Regions from separate parts of the Gossypium hirsutum genome. Here region 2 is linked to region 1. The links are chromatin contacts, called in public Hi-C maps. All regions are on one chromosome and are shown on one strand. The core of a region is the stretch at or near the end of the contact, and the rest is flanking DNA. Distances in the headings are between cores, read along the strand shown. Region 1 holds the start of LOC107947743. Region 2 holds the start of LOC107963372 (transcription factor MYB102).

Region 1 (6,031 bases), core at 987-3,486:
GTGGTTGGTCTCGAACCAGGGGCCGTACGAATGGTCGTGGTTGGTCTCGTTCCAAGCCCCAATGCCAATTATATGGGAAAATTGGACATTTAGTCCAGACTTGCTATCACAGATTTGATGAAAACTATTCTGGTGTTAACTCTAGTCATACTGTTTCTGTCAACTATCATCAGGTTGGAGATCAAGGCGCATCTTCTTGTTCTCATGGGTGTAGCTCTTGTTATCAGCCACTGTCATCGTGTTCTCATCAGCCTTCACGAACCTCGTTTGCTGATAATACTAACCAAGTATGGTATCCAGATTTTGGTGCGACAAACCATGTTACTCCAAATGTGACTGCTCTCACAAATGTTGTTCCTTATACAGGTATGAAACATGTGTCGATGGGGAATGATGTTTCAGTTCCTATTTCTAATGTTGGGAACACTAGTATGTTGGCTGGGTTTAGACTTTTGCGCCTACGAACTATTCTTCATGTACCAACTATATGCAAGAGTTTAATGTTTGTTGGGCAGTTTACAAGAGATAATGATGTTTACTTTGAATTTCATCCTTTTTTGTGTTTTGTGAAGGATATACAGACAAGGAAAACCCTCCTAGTGGGCCACATGTCTATATCAGTTCAATTTTTCTGGCTCATCTTCTCGTACAGATGGTACATCCTCACAGTCAGTCTCAGCGAATCTGTGTACAGCATAACAATTATCACTCCTGGAGTTGTGGCATCAAAGATTAGGACATCCTTGCTCGAGTGTCCTTAGAGTTTCTTTAGAAGATTGTAATATTCAGTTCAATAAAAATAGTATTACTTCTGTTTGTTCAGCTTGTCAACTAGGCAAAGCTCATAAGCTGCCTTTCAGCTCCTCTCGAACAGTGTATTCTTCACCTTTTGAACTAGTAACAACTGATGTTTGGGGTCCTTCACATGTCAAGTCCAATGGATTTCTTTACTATGTCTTCTTTGTGGATGTGTATAGTAGATACATTTGGGTTTATTTTCTCAAGTCCAAAGCTGAAGTTTTTCAATGTTTTCTTCAGTTTAATCAAATGGGTCGTGTTCAATTTGGTTACTCCATCAAAGCTCTTCAATCTGATGGCGGTGGGGAGTATTGATCGCTCTCAAAGGAGCTTGCTCGCCTTGGTATTCAACACCGGGTAACTTTCCCTCACACCTCGAAGTAGAATGGGGTGGCTGAAAGGAAGCATCGGCAAATTGTAGATGTGGGGTTAACTCTCTTAGCTCAGGCAGGCTTACCTCTAGAGTTCTGGTATTATGTTTTTTCTTATGATGTGCACTTGATTAACAGGCTACCAACACCTGTTTTACACAACCAAAGTCCTTATGATATGTTGTATCAAGTTAGGCCATCCTATTCGTACCTCAGGGTTTTTGGATGTGCTTGTTATCCCTATTTGAGGCCCTATCATCGACATAAGCTGGAGTTCAGTCCAGTCAATGTGTGTTTCTTGGAGTGGTGTCAAATCAAAAAGGGTATAGATGCATTGCCAGTTGTGGTAGGGTGTTTGTCTCCAGACATGTCACATTTGACGAGGCGTGTTTTCCTTTCAAACAGGATAGTTCATTTGGTTCTCTTTTCAGTCAGTTCAAAGTTTTCAGCATCAATCTCGCCTTCCAGTGGTGTTGGGTAATACATCTCCTCCTACTGTTTCTCCTCATGAGGAAGGGATTACTCCGGTGTCATACGATAGCATAAGCCAAACTGATAACTCGTCTGGGTCTTGACGTTCTCTCACACCACCAGAGTCAAGACACTCACCACCAGATTCAGGACACTCATCACACTCATCTGCATCTTTTGAACAGCATCTACTCCTGGGAAATACTCACCCGATGCAAACGAGATCTAAAAGTGGAATTTACAAGCCTAAAGTGTTCACGTCTGTTCTAGAAGATGAGGAACCTACCTCCATTACAGCAGCTCTCCTACATCCTGCATGGTCAGCAGCAGCGCATGCTGAATACAAAGCCTTACTTGCAAATCATACTTGGGACGTTGTGCCTTTACCTCTAGGTCGTAGATTTTCAAAATCAAACGTAATGCCGATGGTTCAGTGGCTCGGTACAAAGGACGGTTGGTAGTAAAAGGGTATCTCCAAGAAGCTAGGGTGGACTTCCAAGAAACCTTCAGTCCAGTGGTGAAACCAACAAACATTCGTGTGGTTCTAGCTCTTGCTGTCTCGATGGGCTGGTCTCTCAGACAGGTCGACATAAATAATGCCTTCCTCAGTGGCGATCTCCAAGAGGAGATTTATATGGAACAGCCAGCGGGTTTTGAAAAATAAAGAGATAACAATCAACCATTGGTGTGCCAGTTGCGCAAAGCTCTTTATGAACTCAAACAGGCACCTAGGGCCTGGTTTCACAAGTTAAAAGAATTCCTGTTGGTCACTGGTTTTGTTGCTTCTAAAGCCGAAAGTTCACTCTTTATTCAACACTCTGAATCACAGCTACTGTATGTGCTAATATATGTCGATGACATAATCGTTACTGGGACCAACTCTCAAACCATAGATGGCTTTGTTCGAAGACTTGATGCTCAGTTCTCTTTGAAAGACCTTGGCCAACTAAATTATTTTCTAGGTATAGAAGTCCAATATACCTCTACTGGAGTGTTTCTTAACCAAAGGAAATATGTTCTCGACCTCCTACAACAAGCAGGTATGGATAAGTCAAATAGTTTACCAACGCCCATAGTACCAACGTGTCAGCTGTCTGCTCATGAAGGGAATCCTGTTGATGATGCTCATCTCTATCGGAGTATCGTTGGGGCATTGCAGTATGTAGTGATAACTAGGCCCGATGTAGCCTTTGCTGTCAACAAGGTGTGTCAATTCATGCACCGACCTCTTGATGTGCATTTTAAAGCTGTTAAGAGGATCCTCCGTTATTTGCATGGAACACTGGATCATGGCCTGAGGTTCACAAAGTGCTCCAAGCTGTTACTCGAGGGATTTTCTGATGCTAGTTGGGGAGCTGACGTAGATGATCGCCGGTCCACGTCTGGTTATTGTGTGTTTCTTGGTAGAAATCTGGTCTTTTGGAGCTCGAGGAAGCAGCAGGTTGTATCACGTTCGACTGCAGAGGTTGAATACAGAAGTCTCGCCCATGTTATTGTAGAAATGGTGTGGATACAGTCGCTGTTAACCGAACTTTGTGTTTCTCACTACGGCAAAGCACTTGTATGGTGTGACAGCTTCGCAACCGTGGCCGTAGCAGGAAACCCAGTTCAACATTCTAAATTCAAACACGTCGAATTGGATCTCTTCTTTGTACGGGAAAAAGTTGCACAAGGCCTGTTCCAAGTTGGACACATTCCAAGTCAAGAACAGGTGGCTGACATTTTAACCAAGCCCTTGTCAGCAGTCCTGTTCAAAAAATTTAAAAGTCAACTTCGGGTTTCAGTCAATGAAGCTAATGCCGGGGAAAGGAAGCAAACAAGCTCGGGGCATGATAAGAGAAAAGGGTTAACAGTCAGTTAGTTAACTAGTTAACTAATAGTTTGTTAGTACGTCCTTCCACCTTGTATTAAATACTTGGATGATTCACTAATGAAAGTAAGTCAGTTTATTGAGGTTTTCACTCCCATGTGTTAGTATCTTGACATTTAGTGTCCAAAACCCCAAAAATTATTTTTTAATAGAAAAAAAAAGGTGGTGCCTGCTATTATTTCTCATAACCAAATTTTAATGTTCATTTCAAAATTTTGAATTAATAACATTTTTATAAATATTAAATTTTTTTGGATTAGATTGGTAAAATAGTCCCTCTATTCTGGGTAGGACAACGTTTATAATATAACTTCTCTTGAACCCACCTTACTATCTTTCATTTGCCTTTACTCTTCTTGTTGTTCCTGCAAATTCGAGTCCATTGATCTTTCCCTAGGCATGGTTTCCAAGAAATTTAGAAATTATTAAGTCTATTATAATGGTAAACTAAAGAGAAATAGTTGGCAAAGTACGCACGTGTAAACAGTGTTTAAGTTAATGGGCGACCAACACAATCCCAAAAGGGTATGTGAATAAGATTACAGCAGAAGCCTTTTGGACAATGACATATTAGCAAACGATTAATCCATTACCAACATCCTTGGCCGTGCATCTTAACTAACCCATGTCTCTCTTTCCCTTTCTATTCTATTAGAAATGAAATTTATCACAAACCAGTTGTTGGAGTCAGTGAAGCCTACCTTATTTGAATTGAATGCTCCAAAGCTCCTTGAGAAGAAATCGTAGGGCCATTTGTCGGATTGGATAACTCAGTTGGCAATGGCAAATATGGGGCTCAGAAAGTTCAAAGCTGGAGTTTGGAGGTGCCGGTTTTTGCAATGCAATGTTTGGATCACATTAGCTGTCTGCTTTCGTTTGGTTTTTCTTCACTTTGATGTGTTTCGACGTCAATTATTACTAAAAACAAAACCCACCAATGTTTATTGGTTTTTTTCTTTCTCCAAGCACAATCATATCAGAAAACTTTTTAAAAGAAGAACCTGTCAACCAACATTATTATAATAATATTAACTATAGAAATTTAAATTTGGTAAACTACGTTTTAGTGACTTATGTTTGAAATATAACGTTTTAGTCACTTACGTTATCATTTTGTTATAAAATGGTCATTTTACCGTTACGATCTATTATCTCCCAAACGATAGTCCAACGTGGCAGTTAAAATGTGTTTTAAAATATTATTTTTTATTTAATTAAAAATTAAGTAATTTACTTGGTTGGACATCTACGTTGGTATTTAAAACTTATTTTAACTGTCACATTGGACTGTCGTTTGGAAGGTAACAAATCTTAATGATAGAGTAACCATTTCGTAAGAAAACAATAACGTAAGTGACTAAAACATAATATTTCAAATATAAGTGATTAAAATGTAAACTGAGTCAAATAAAAGTGACTATTTTAATAGTCTACCCTGTTAAGATAGTGTTGACTTTAACATTTATAATTATTTTTTTGAATAGATAGATTTGTTGGATGTTTAATTAGTAGTGAATTTAAAATTTAAAGATATAATTATATTGAATCTAGATTAATTTATTTACTGTGAATGGTATTTTCTCGCATTTTATAAATTAAACAAAAATCTTCAAGTTTAAGTTTCAAATATAGCATAAAGAGAATCCCAAAATAAGAAATTTTATTCTTTTTTTTCTCTCTGAGTTCAGAGTTTTTCTCCTTTTTTTGCTTTGAGGGTTTTATCCTTTAGGATGTTTCCCAATGACAACTATTTTATTCACCTTTGCAAAAGCAAATAAAAATTGGACAGTGATGGTAAGGTACATCCATAATTGCAGATTAATTGTATGTATGCTATTTAACCAATTTGTTGTTTTGTTGAAAACCTTAACAAAATAATTAATTGATTTTGTCACACCATACCAATTATAAAATTTATAGAATAATGAATATAACTGGAGTAGTAATGAATTTTTATTTTAATATTATTTAACACATATTTAATCTTAAAATTTAAAATTTTTTATTTAAAAATGAAAAATAAAATAAAATTCTCATAATAATAATATTAATTATAATTTAAAAGAGATATTTTATAATTTCATAATTGAGTTAATAATCCAAATAAAAATGATTAAGTAAATAAAGTACTTAAATATAAATTTGGAGGTTGAAATTAATAATTATTTTTTTGTTAACCATTGGTAATTTAAATTTATAAAGGATTGGTTAATATTCATATTAATCTTACTAAAATAATTACTACAAAATATGAATCCTTTCTGTAAGAATGATTAATTGAAGGAATAATTCAAAAAGGCAATCATTATCTCCACAATATTCCAACTTTGATGTTTTCTTTCTTTTTCTCTTGTGTTCTTTGTGGAGGGCCAAACTTGGTTTCTCTATCTCTTGCTTTTTTTTTTACTTATTTGTTGAGTGCTAAGGAGTGCAAAGAATAAAGAAAAGTGGAAGTACAAGAGCATAATTTAGGGTTTGATGTATCTCTTTATAATCCATAGATAAAACCTTACATGCAGTT
Region 2 (6,031 bases), core at 2,213-4,712, 950 kb after region 1:
GAACATGCATAGCCATAAATGATGGCTTATGATAATCATATGCTTAATCATATGTAAATGACATGTTAATGCATGAATGTGGTTAGTTTAAATTGCATTTATATGCTTGATAATATGCCATGTGATGTGATATGAAATTATGTAAGTAAGGGTGACAAAATGGCTTGGAAAATAGCCTTACAATCGTCCACACGGGTAGACCCACGGGCGTGTGCCTAGGCCGTGTGTGACACACAGTCCGCCCCCACGGGCATGTGTCTTGGCCGTGTGCCACTAAATGAATGATGATGTCATAAACAGAGAGTTACACGGGTGTGTCCCAAGCCACACGGGCGTGTGTAACCACACGGCCTACTCCATTCAAGCGTGTGACTCTCTAAAAATGGAAAATCTCTTAAGTGTTGTAAAATTTCCAAAAATTCTCGGTTTAGTCCCGAATCATCTCCGATGTATGTTTTGGGCCTCGTAAGCCCGTATAAGGGACGATGTGCATGTGTATGAATGGTTTTAAATTGAATGAAATTTTATGGCTCGATTTTGTATGAATATTTATGTTTAAGTCCGATAATGCCTCGATCCCTGTCCCGGCATCGGACGCGGGTAAGGGGTGTTACACTTTCTCTGCCCTTTCATCACAATGAGGGAACCCTTGCTAATCTTCAAAACCCCACTTTCAATTGTGTACTTGTGCCCTTTAAATCAAGAGTACTTAACGAAATCAAATTCTTTTTCAATGCTGGTACATGTCGTACACCATTAAGTGTTCTAAGTGTTCTGACGACTCCATCGAACATCTTAATTTTGATCATGCTAATACCTACAATTTTACATGAAACATTATTTCCCATTAAAACAATACCGTCAAAAATTGTTTCATATGTTGTATACTAATCTTGATTGGGATTCATATGGAAGGTGCAACTAGAATCAATGATCCACTCCTTTCTCACTTTAGAGTTATTGGTAGAAGCAACTAGGAGTTTACCATCACTGTAGTCTTCTATAACATCAGCTTCACTGGATTGTTTTGGTTGTTTTCTCTTTTGATCTTATTCTGCAACTTACAACATTCAGACTTAATGTACCCTTTCTTTTTACAAAAGTTACAAATTTTACCTTTGCTTGAAGATCTCAATCTACTCTTAGATTTATTGTGAAAATTTCGTTCCTGTGTCCTTCCACGAACAATGAGACCCTTTCCTTAAGAGTCGAATCCAGACACAATATGCTTCATCTTGTTATACGGTGTTAAAGAAGCATAGACTTTATCAATTGTGAAAGATTTGCAGCTATACAAAATTGTATCTTTAAAGGTTGAATAAGACGAGGGCAACAGACAAAGTAGAATTACCCCTAAATTTTCTTTATCGTACTGAACCTTCATGGCCTTTAGGTCCAAGAAAATTTCTTTAAACACAATTAAGTGTTTGTGCACAGACGCACCTTCCTTTAAATGATGAGCATAAAGGCACTATTCATATGCAACTTGTTAATTAGGTTTTTCGACATGCATAGTTGCTGCAACTTTGCCCATAATGTAGTGACGGTCTTTTCCTTTATCACATTCTGTAGAATTTCATTCGACAGATGCATATGTAATTGCATTAAAACCTTTCGATCTTTACACTTCTTCTTTTCCTCTGTCAATGTCGAAGGCATCTTATCTACCCCTAACAAGGCATACTCCAAATCCATCTACACAAGAACTGCCTACATCTTTCTCTGCCACAACGAGAAAATATAACACACAGATTTTACGTAGAAACTCTTACGGGGAAAAACCACAGGCAAAGGAGAAGAAAATTCATTAATGTTGAATTTGAATGATATAAGAGGAGTTTTGACTACATCTATTTATAGATTGAAAAAAAACCTAATTCTAATCAATGTCAAGTATATTATGCTAATAAATGCTAAATAAATTATAGTAATAAATACTAAATCGTCTAGAAATAAAATATTTTTTTAACTTAACTTGCAAGCAATCTCTTAGAATTTAGGTCACACAATTCTAACAAAATTTATTTTTAAAATTAAAAATTAAAACTTTATTTTTAAAATTAAAAATTGTTTTGACACTTTATTTCTAACTTACTTATACAATGTGTCTTAAAATTCTGAATATAGAATTTATAACAAATTTATTTTTCAAATTTCCTTCATCATAATTGACCCATAAATTATATCCATAACATTATGAATATATTATATTTATAATATTTTAAATTTATTATATTGTATTTAAAAAAACTTAAGTATATTTTTTTAAGTTGTTTATATATTCAAATATGTTTCATCAATAATTTTAAATAATATATTAATATCAATATAATAACAATTTATAAAAATAGACGAGTAATTCATGTATCATATCACATAAGATAAAAATTAATTATATATTTATGGATGCAAATTTTAAATTGTGAAAATTAAACCTTTTCCTGAAATTTATTGGAGGGGCCCTTTTTCTGTTCTCTCTATGCATACCAAACACCATTGTTATCATCCTCGAATTAAATGCTTATTTATTTATTAAAAACACACATAAGTAATTGACTTGAATCCCTCAAGTGTTAAAATAATTGCACATTACCCTCATGTGAGGGCAATAGAATCGGCCTACCAATGCAGCTTTCAATGGACAAAACAATTAACTAATCGCTTTTCGATTTTAATTCAATTTCCTTTTTAAAAAATTAAAATATAATTTTTTTAAAAATATTTCCTTTTTGTATTTGCAATTTCTTATGTTTAAAAGAAAAAAAAAATCAAAGGACTTTGAGATAGTAAGTCAAAGCCAATCTTGGTAAAATTGTAGCCATGCAAATTATGCCAGAAGAAAAGAAGGGGCAGGTGGCTGTTTCATGTTGGTGACAGCTAATATGAATCCAGAAAGTGAGGAGTGACACTCTCCTCCCGCATAATGTTGGGCAAAAAATGACTGCAGTTTATGAATTTGGATGGTAATCACATTAATTTTAGAGTTAACCTAGATCTAATTTTTAAATTAAAAATAAAATTTATTATTATTTTTTTCATCTTTAAAACTTAGAATTAAAACTTTGTTTAAAAGGAATAAATTTTTTTACCACTTAAACTTAATAACAAATTTGGATAGATAAATTTGAGATCTATTAAAAGATAAGTAATAATATCACAAAATATTAAGTATACTGATAATACATATTATATTTTAAGAAGATAAAACTTTGAAAATAATGTTGGGAGATATAACCAAAAATTTAAAAAAAAAAATTTCATAAATTATAAACCCAACTTAAAAAAATGAGTTTAACTAAAATAAATAAATAAATAAATAAAAGTAATTGATAGATTTAAAGATATGGGAGCCAAGATTTGAGGACACGTTGCCATAGTAATAAACAGAGGACGGTACCTAATCTATTTGACTTTTGCTTTGGTTTCTCTCCCTATTTATACAAGTACGTACCTATAGGGACCCTGCATCTCTTTGCTGCTGCATCATTTTTCTCTCTTCTCTGTCACTAAGCAATAAACATGGGAAGAGCACTTTGTTGTGATAAAAATGGGCTCAAAAAAGGGCCATGGACTCCTGAAGAAGATAAAAAATTGATTGATTATATTCAAAAACATGGTTATGGAAATTGGAGGACACTTCCAAAGAATGCTGGTAAACCTCTAGCATTCATTTACCGATAGGACACCATATGTTTTGTCTACGGATGAATTATAGTACTTCTTATGGACTTCACGCCTGATGGGTTTGTAAAATCTTTTATTATAGGGTTGCAAAGATGTGGAAAGAGTTGTCGTCTTCGATGGACTAACTACTTGAGGCCTGATATCAAGAGAGGAAGGTTTTCTTTTGAAGAAGAAGAGACTATAATTCAGCTACATAGTATATTGGGCAACAAGTAAGTTCTGTTTACATCTTTATTTGCTGTTTTCAGTTCTATTATTGTGTTTTTTTCCCTTAATGTTTTGTAATGTTTTAAGGTGGTCTGCCATTGCTGCTCGGTTGCCCGGAAGAACAGATAACGAAATAAAAAACTATTGGAACACACACATTAGAAAAATTCTTCTTCGAATGGGGATCGATCCGGTGACCCATACTCCTCGACTGGATCTTCTCGGTCTCTCTTTCCTTCACAACCAATATCTTATCCAGTCTTTTGCTAACCCTGAGCTTCTTCGTAATGTTGACCAATATCAACCATTGATGCAATCTAACCATTTCCATGCACAAGTCGAAGAAACCCCAACTTGTAGTGTTCCATTTTATAACGAAGAACAACAACTCGTGATGAAACCCAACTTGAACCAATTCCCATCAAATTTCAATGACTATGTTATGCCTTCAATTTTGACTGAAGATTACGTGCCGCTACCGCCGCAGTACAACTATTACGGCTCGGATTATCAAACCGTAATGGACCCTTCAATCGAAACCTCGAATTTCCATTCCATCAACAGCAACCAGAGCTTGGGGTTGGGGTCAGTTGTGTCGACGCCTTCGTCGAGCCCCGCCCCATTGAATTCAGACTTCGCATACCTCAACAGTAGCAGCACCACTGAAAACGAAACAGAAAGCTATTGCACCAACATTTTGAAGTCGGAAATCCCTGATATTTTGGATGTTAATGATTTCATGTAATTCCAAATGCATAACTCCCAAAAAGAGTTTTTCTTTTTTCTTTTTTTGATTCAGTGAGACATGTCGATACGTGTAAAAATTTCTACTAATTAATAGTTAATTTCTCTTAAGATCACTGTGTTAGAAGCAACGTTCTGTCCTTTTTCTTTTCTTTACTATTGGTATATCTTATCACATATGTATTATATTATTATACAGACAAGTCATCTTATTATATACTATATATATTTATTCAATTCATATCTACTTCCGAAAATAATGAATCAAATCATACCAAATTATATATAAGATGATGCCGTTTGCTTTCTTCACCAGATTTATGACATTTATGCTTAATCCATACTTATAAGCACTGGTTAAAGATAATTTAAGTTATTTTTTTACTGGTTTATTTAGTGTGTTGGTTTCAACTCTGATTGACAACATATCCGGAGTTTGAACTTCGTGTCCAAATCATCCTTTCCTTTAATTTAGATTTTTTTCTATTTATTTCGATATAAAAAAAAATATAAAAGTATCAATAAAAATAGAAAAAGACATTGGGTTCAAAGAGAGGAAGTGTAAGAGAAACTGTTTTTAAGGTAGTGATGAAGCAATTCTGCTTGGAAGGTCACATAATGGAAGGGGATTTGACCTAAAAAAAAAAGAGAGAGAGAGAGAAGAAAGGAGGGCACGCGTCGATCAATTAGCGTCGACCAAACCTTGAGGGTGGGAGGGCTCACCATTAAAAGGCAGAGCTTGCTTTTATTGAATAACATGGCATGACTCTTGTGCTGTTATTCAAATTCAGAACAATTTAATATCTAATGACGTAAGCATGTTGAAGGGCACGTGGCTCTACCATGCAAAAATGGGTCCCAATGTGAAGGGGTTTGACTTTGAGCTTTCTATCTAGTTTTAGACAAGCTACTCGACTGAGCTCTTTTATATATATATATTTCTTGTATACACGATTTAATGTTGGGTAAACTATCTAAAAAAGTTCTTCTCATTTTATTTTTTTTCAATCTAATCATTTTAATTAATATAATTGTTTGAATTAATTACTGTAATTAAAAATTATATTTTCCACTAACAGCACTATCAATCGTCTTCGTTCCTCTTCGTTCTTGTTTCATAAACAACTTGAACTTATCCTCCAACCCCCACATCAGCATCGCTTCAACGTCGATCCCAAGCATACTGACGATGAGCACTAACCCCCATGTCCCAAGCACTTCTTCAACTACCAGACCCCTCATAATTCCACCATTTCCGTCTCTCCATCGACATATCTATCAACGCCACAAATAAAGTTAAACAAAAATGGGTTATTTGCGATGGAGATCATCGTTAATATCTTCAAAGAACTCGAAAATGAGTACTTGAAGCAGTTTAAAAGCGTTAAAGGCAATG

What was found. A called contact is a pair of places that touch in the nucleus more often than the background predicts.
Region 2: a Hi-C map of leaf shows a contact between it and region 1, with 2.3 times the contacts expected there. The contact joins the promoter of LOC107963372 here to the promoter of LOC107947743 in region 1. A contact is called at or near these places in 2 of 34 Hi-C or Micro-C datasets (both in leaf).

The regions. Positions count from the first base shown.
Region 1 is chrA06:91,969,537-91,975,567 of Gossypium_hirsutum_v2.1, forward strand. It overlaps LOC107947743, which reads left to right and starts at 2,237. Exons shown (of 2, transcript XM_016882274.1): 1 at 2,237-2,290; 2 at 2,335-3,501. The coding sequence starts at 2,237. The coding sequence ends at 3,501.
Region 2 is chrA06:92,918,561-92,924,591 of Gossypium_hirsutum_v2.1, forward strand. LOC107963372 (transcription factor MYB102) reads left to right here and starts at 3,463. Exons shown (of 3, transcript XM_016899916.2): 1 at 3,463-3,652; 2 at 3,767-3,896; 3 at 3,979-4,802. The coding sequence starts at 3,520. The coding sequence ends at 4,636.